Linked DNA regions of Mus musculus: region 1 is linked to region 2. Evidence: chromatin contacts called from public Hi-C data. All regions are on one chromosome and are shown on one strand. Each heading gives the region's core, a stretch centred on a gene start, on an enhancer-like site or on the middle of the called end of the contact. The rest is flanking DNA. Distances are from core to core; before and after follow the strand shown. Region 1 overlaps Spag16 (sperm associated antigen 16). Region 2 overlaps Spag16 (sperm associated antigen 16).

Region 1 (2,838 bases), core at 324-2,823, 120 kb after region 2:
TTTATTTGTGTCCCTCATGGATTTATTTATTCTTTTAATAGATTCTTCTCTCATATAATATATCCCAACCATTTTCCCTTCGTTGTCTCTTCAGGCCTTCAAGTCTTAACTGTATTTTGTTCTGTTCCTGATGATTTTGAATGCAGACACTTAGAACTATACATTTCTCTTACTGGACTGGTTTTCAGTTAGGCAAGAACTTTTGTAGTACAGTGCTTTCATTTCCATTCAGGTACTGAAAATTTCCATTTCTTTGATTTCTTATTTGACCCATTTATCCTACCATAAAGAGTTATTTAATCTTCCTGAATGTATGTTTGTATATTATCTATATCTCCATGAGATGTGTTTGATGTCAATTTAAATTTTATTTAATTATTGTCAGATAGAATACATGGAAGTATTCTGTTTCTGGATTTATTAGGATTTATTTTGTCTCCCAGAGTATGATATGTTATTGAGATCTATGTCTGTGAACTGCTTAGCTTTTGTACAGATGGCCTATCTTTTGGAGAAATTAAAATAATCACCCACTATTAATGGGTTGATTTTAATTTGTGTATTTCGTTGCAATGTGCAAGGTTTTTTGTCCTTTCTTTATGAAATGAGGTATACAGTTTGATGCATGCTGTGAACATACATCATGACTCTCCTTGCATGGACCTTGACACTTTAAGTCCACCTGTTATTTGATATGTTTCTATTAGCTGTTGACTTTCCTGCAGAGTGGTGAAACCGTGAGTCCACTCAAGTGGCATCTGCATTAATGATGAGCATCTCTAGGGTAAATAGATCTAAATGCATTATTTTGTGTTACGGCTCTGCACTCTCAGCTAATATTTTCTTTGTTCACTTGTTCCACAAGTCTCATTTTCTACATAATAGCTAGAAATATCTTTAAAACATCAGTCCCATGCCACTCACCTGGTTTATCCATCCATTTAATGCAGACATCAGAAAATAGCTGAGTCTGGATAATATTCAAAGAACAGAAGTTCATCCCTTCAAAGTTCTGGGAATCAGAAACATGATACTGGCTTTGGCCCCAATCTGTCATGGGTCTTTTGGTAGACAGCACAGCTGTGAGCGTGCACATAAGGCCACAGAAATCAGGATCTCTCTCCATGCTCTGTAACAAGGCATTCTTAGGAAGACCAATTCCAGCAAACCAACCCAAATCCCTTAATGACTCCAGTCATCTATCTATCCTGTTTTAGACCTCACTACTCAAATCTCCTACCACCTCTCACCTTATCATACTGTCTCTCATCCTATCTCATAATAATAACACTTGGGAAATATCAACAATATCCAGATACCCACCCCCAACCAGGCAATCATCATAGGATAAATAAATCTCTGTTTTTCCTCCCCCAAGACACTGTATGACCTGATCTGAATGGTTGTCACATTCCTTGCTTTTGCTCATCCTTTAGCCTCTCTAGTTGTCTACCTACCCTCAGTGCACCAGCTCTCCTTAGCCTTGCCATTTCTGCACTGCCATCTGTGCCCAGCACTCTGTCCTGAGGCCTTCTGAGGAAGCTTCTTCCTGCTCACTCGGATTCAAGTTGGAATTTCAGCTCTCCGATGAGAGCTTCTTGAGTCATAGAAATGAAATTCCTTCCTCCGATCGTGGTCATATTACTGTCTTTTGGTTCTTTTGTGCTAGATAATTTTGTTTATTTTGGTTTTATATTTTCCCTTACTTGTTCATAATCCCCTGAGCATTACTGAGCCTGTCTGTCTGTTTTGTACTCTACACCATAGCTTCTTAGCACATATTTGTTTAAATAATGGGAAAAGCTAATGTCCCTATCCAGAAGCATATCTAAACATATGATGCAGTTATTAGACTAGCAATCATCAGGGGAATAGCGTGTGTGTGTGTGTGTGTGTGTGTGTGTGTGTGTGTGTGTGTGTGTGTTACGGCAAACTATTAGACTAGCAATCATCAGGGGAATAGCGTGTGTGTGTGTGTGTGTGTGTGTGTGTGTGTGTGTGTGTGTGTGTGTGTTACGGCAAACTACAGGGGAGCCAGCAGCCATGAGTGTGTGTTTTCTTTAAGGGCAAGTGTGTAAGTGGTTACCTAAGGTCATAGGGCATGAGGCATTTCAGTATTCATTTGTTCTCAACCCAATTCTGCACCTTCTGTTTGGCAATAATTAGAGCCTGTGACCCAAAGTGAAGGAAACATTTGCAAAGCTGATTTACCTACAGTGAAGACAAGGGTATCTAATTAGTCTTTCTTGTGACAATCTTTTTGGGAATAACAGTGTTCCCTTTGAAAAGTCTAACTATGCTGCTTCTGTCACCAACTCTGCTGATAATTAGCAGTGTTCTCCAGACACCTACACGCATCCCCTCCAAAATATCCCATGTAGCTACGCCACGTTTTCGATTTAGACAGGCGAGCATTTCAGTAGCTACCATGTGGTCTGGAAGAATGCTTCTTATTATAAAAAAAGATTTAAAAAACATGCTACAGGATATTGTTTTATGTAATGTGCCTGGTATATTGCTTAACAAAACACTTCATGGAAACTTCATCAGGACATGGCTTGATTAAGTCTCAAAATTAGCATGCACCCACAACTTCTTTTTTTGAATCTCAAAGATGTTTTCTCGTACTATTTCTACACTAGTCACAAGCTTATTAAGTTGGGAATGAGGTGACAAGGCCTTTGTCTTCGTGTCTTGTAATTATAATTAATAGTAAGTTAAAGAAAAGCAGAACGCTTATATTCAAAGTTTAAAGTCACTATGTGACTATGTGGCACTTGGAACAGGTTCTGGGAAGACATTAAGTTGGAGATTACTCTTCTTAATTAGAACTTTTGG
Region 2 (2,967 bases), core at 449-2,948:
GCGTACTTTTTCCTTTATACTTTATACCTAAGGAAGCAGTATGCAAAGGAGTATGGAAACTTTTAATTAAAAGCAGATTATAACATGCATATAGCCAGCAGTAATTTTGGTATTTGTCACAGATAGCAAATTGCAGAACAACATTTTTTTCTTTGAAAAATCTTTCCAGAATTGATTTTTCACACAGCGTTCTGTACTGATTTATATATCACCACAAAATCCATGTTATTTAATACCCAAAAGCATGTATAATGTTCTCTGACATGGTGAGTTAGGACAACTTACTAACGATTTACTTAAAGTATATGTTCAAAGTAAGTAAAATGAGCCCAATGATCAGATCATAATTACTGTCTTTTCTCTAATAAAAATTTAAAAGGCAGCTTTGGAATCTTTGGCCACCTGAATTCATTAATGAAAAGTTTATTTAAATCCTGGAAAACTTATGTAATGCACTTGTTTTTCTGATCATACACAGTGTTCCTCGAATTCTAAATTTAAAGCAGTAAAATGGTAAATAAAGCAGACATATGACTTATGATCATGGTCTTAAAAAACTGTTGTGGGAGATAAACATGAAATAATCCAAGAGAGAAACTATCTGTAACAAGTACTATGAAGGATCACCTCCAATGTCTATGAAAGGTCTACGATGGGAGACTTGGCATAACGCCAGTCAAAGACTTTGCTATCTGAGGTGATTGCTGAATTTGCATCTAAGGGATTTCATATCTAGGTAGAACATTGCATCAGAAGACTCAAGGAGCTATGCTGCCAGGAAGAAGAGCATAAAGGCTCATCAACAAGACAGTGTTCCACAAGTATAAGGGAAGTTATGGGTTGGATTTGGCCACCTTCAAAATCATTTTAAAATGTATGTTTTTATTCTAGCTTCTACCACTTCCGAATGTAAAATTTCTTATAGAGTCTATGAAGATTTAACAAAGTTAAAACTAAATAGTCCGTGTGGGCTGTATTCTGGTATGGCTTTTGTCTTCTGGGATGAATGTTGGGGACAGAGATGTCTATAGAAGAGGTAGGTAAACAGTCACAGTGAAAAAGCAGCCACCTGTAAGCTATGGAATGCTTACCAGAAATGGAGTCAGTCCTGGAAGAGTTTCTACCTTATAACCTCAGATGAAACATAGTCCTGTTTGGAACTTCATTTTGGATTTCTGTCTTCCAAAAGTATGACATGACCTATTCCTGGGGTTCTAAGACACATGGTTTGTGGCTGCAACTACATAGGCAGAGCAAACCAAACTGAAAGCTTGCCAGTAGTATTGAAAGTCTAGAGGGAGGACAGTGTGTGTCAACCAGTAGAAGGCACGGTGATAAGCAGGGGCCAGATCTTGGTTAACTCTAAGTAAATTTTTTTTTAATTTTTGTATTTAAGATATATATTTTGATTTATTTATACCTATGCTTGTCTGTCTGTGTGCATACATGATATAGGTGTGTGTGTGTGTGTGTGTGTGTGTGTGTGTGTGTGTGTTCTGTGCTTATATTCCAGATTTTCTGCTTTTACCAGAAAGTGATATTGGCTCATGTAAGCTGGAGATAGAAATGGTTGTGAGAATCCTAGCTTGATACATAGTTGCTGAAAACTGAACTTCTTTGTTCAAGAGTGTGCAGCAATCATGCCTTACCACTGAGTCATCTCCCCACTGAGCCATCTTTTATCATAAGAGAAAGAGAGTTACTTAAGTGAAAAAAATGTTTAAAGGAAAAGAACAACTGAGACAGGCTGGTAGCAGTAGCTCCAGTGGAACGTCAGTGGTAAGCTATGAGAGAAACGGGAAGAAATCCATGAATGAGCTGCCAAACCCCATATTAATCAGCAGCCAGGCCTTTACTCCAGCTGCCATCTCTTGTTTCATCATGGTTTTCCACCTCTGTAGATTTCCACCAACACAGAAACATACTTTTTGCTCTTCTCTCTTCTTTCTTGACTGGTGTTAGCTGACTGCAGAATCATCTTCATCAACTGTGGTGCTGTCTATTACATTCTAAGAGACTGAAACTTCAGCTGGACCTCATAGCCAGAGTTGATCATACTCCCTGAGGCCATTTAACACTTAAGACTGCTATCCTACTGTGTACTCGACCTGCTTGTTCAGTTTGCCTTTAAGGGGACAATATAACCACACACCTTACTTCCTTGGATTAGACATGGAAGAAACTTTTATAGCTTAAGCTAATGCAGAGCTGTGATCTCAAAGTGTGTACTGTCTTCTTCCCCTGACCTAGAGTGATGCTGAATGTTTTAATCATCATTTGCTGAGAGCAGCAAAAATAGAAGGTGACAAAAAGAGGAAGGGATTTGATTTCATTCCTTAAGGTGACACCCACACATTATTATTGACTCAGAATTTGTTATTAACACATTCAAATCAACTGCGATAAATGGTTGTTCTTTGTGTGACAATGGGTTTGTTCCTGGTAAATGTCTTTTTATGAAGATTTATTGTATCAACGTTATAGTGTGCATTTACACACTTAATGTATATAAATCAACCACTTTATGTGGCTTCTTGATACAATCCAAAGCTGTGGAAATCCAGACTTCCATGAAGCTATAGCCAAGTGTAATGTGGCATACCCTTTACAGTAAATTTTATAATAATTCTTTCTCATGACCAGTTATCACCATCTTCGTCTTCATCTGTCTTAGCTACTTTTCTATTGCTGTGCTAAAAATACCATGACCAAGGCACTTATCAAATAAACCATTTATTAGAGGTTCACAGTTTCAAACAGACTCCATGACCATCATCGTGTGGAGCACGACAGCAGACATAGTGCTTGTCCAGTAGATAAGAATTCACATCCTGAGACACAAGAAGGTGGCAGAGAGTGCTAACTAGGAAAGGCTTATGCTTTTGAAAACTCAAAGCCTACTGCCAGTGACATGCCTCCTCCATCAAGGCAACACTGACTAATCCTTTCCAAATGATACTCCCAACT

Evidence for each region. A called contact is a pair of places that touch in the nucleus more often than the background predicts.
Region 1: a Hi-C map of the C2C12 cell line shows a contact between it and region 2, with 2.3 times the contacts expected there. The contact joins two enhancer-like sites. A contact is called at or near these places in 12 of 484 Hi-C or Micro-C datasets (the AML12 cell line, the C2C12 cell line, the HL-1 cell line and 5 more).

Annotation. Positions count from the first base shown.
Region 1 is chr1:70,256,093-70,258,930 of GRCm38.p6, forward strand. All of the region lies in intron 11 of Spag16 (sperm associated antigen 16), which reads left to right. Among named protein-coding and RNA genes, the nearest start is that of Gm23879, 300 kb to the left of the region's middle. Within about 2 kb of position 1,574, at least 8 of the 459 cell types and tissues checked have an H3K27ac peak or open chromatin away from gene starts, as enhancers often do. A contact at or near this core is called in the C2C12 cell line, the HL-1 cell line and tail fibroblasts, where this site is marked.
Region 2 is chr1:70,133,938-70,136,904 of GRCm38.p6, forward strand. All of the region lies in intron 11 of Spag16 (sperm associated antigen 16), which reads left to right. Among named protein-coding and RNA genes, the nearest start is that of Gm23879, 180 kb to the left of the region's middle. Within about 2 kb of position 1,699, at least 22 of the 459 cell types and tissues checked have an H3K27ac peak or open chromatin away from gene starts, as enhancers often do. A contact at or near this core is called in the C2C12 cell line, the HL-1 cell line and tail fibroblasts, where this site is marked.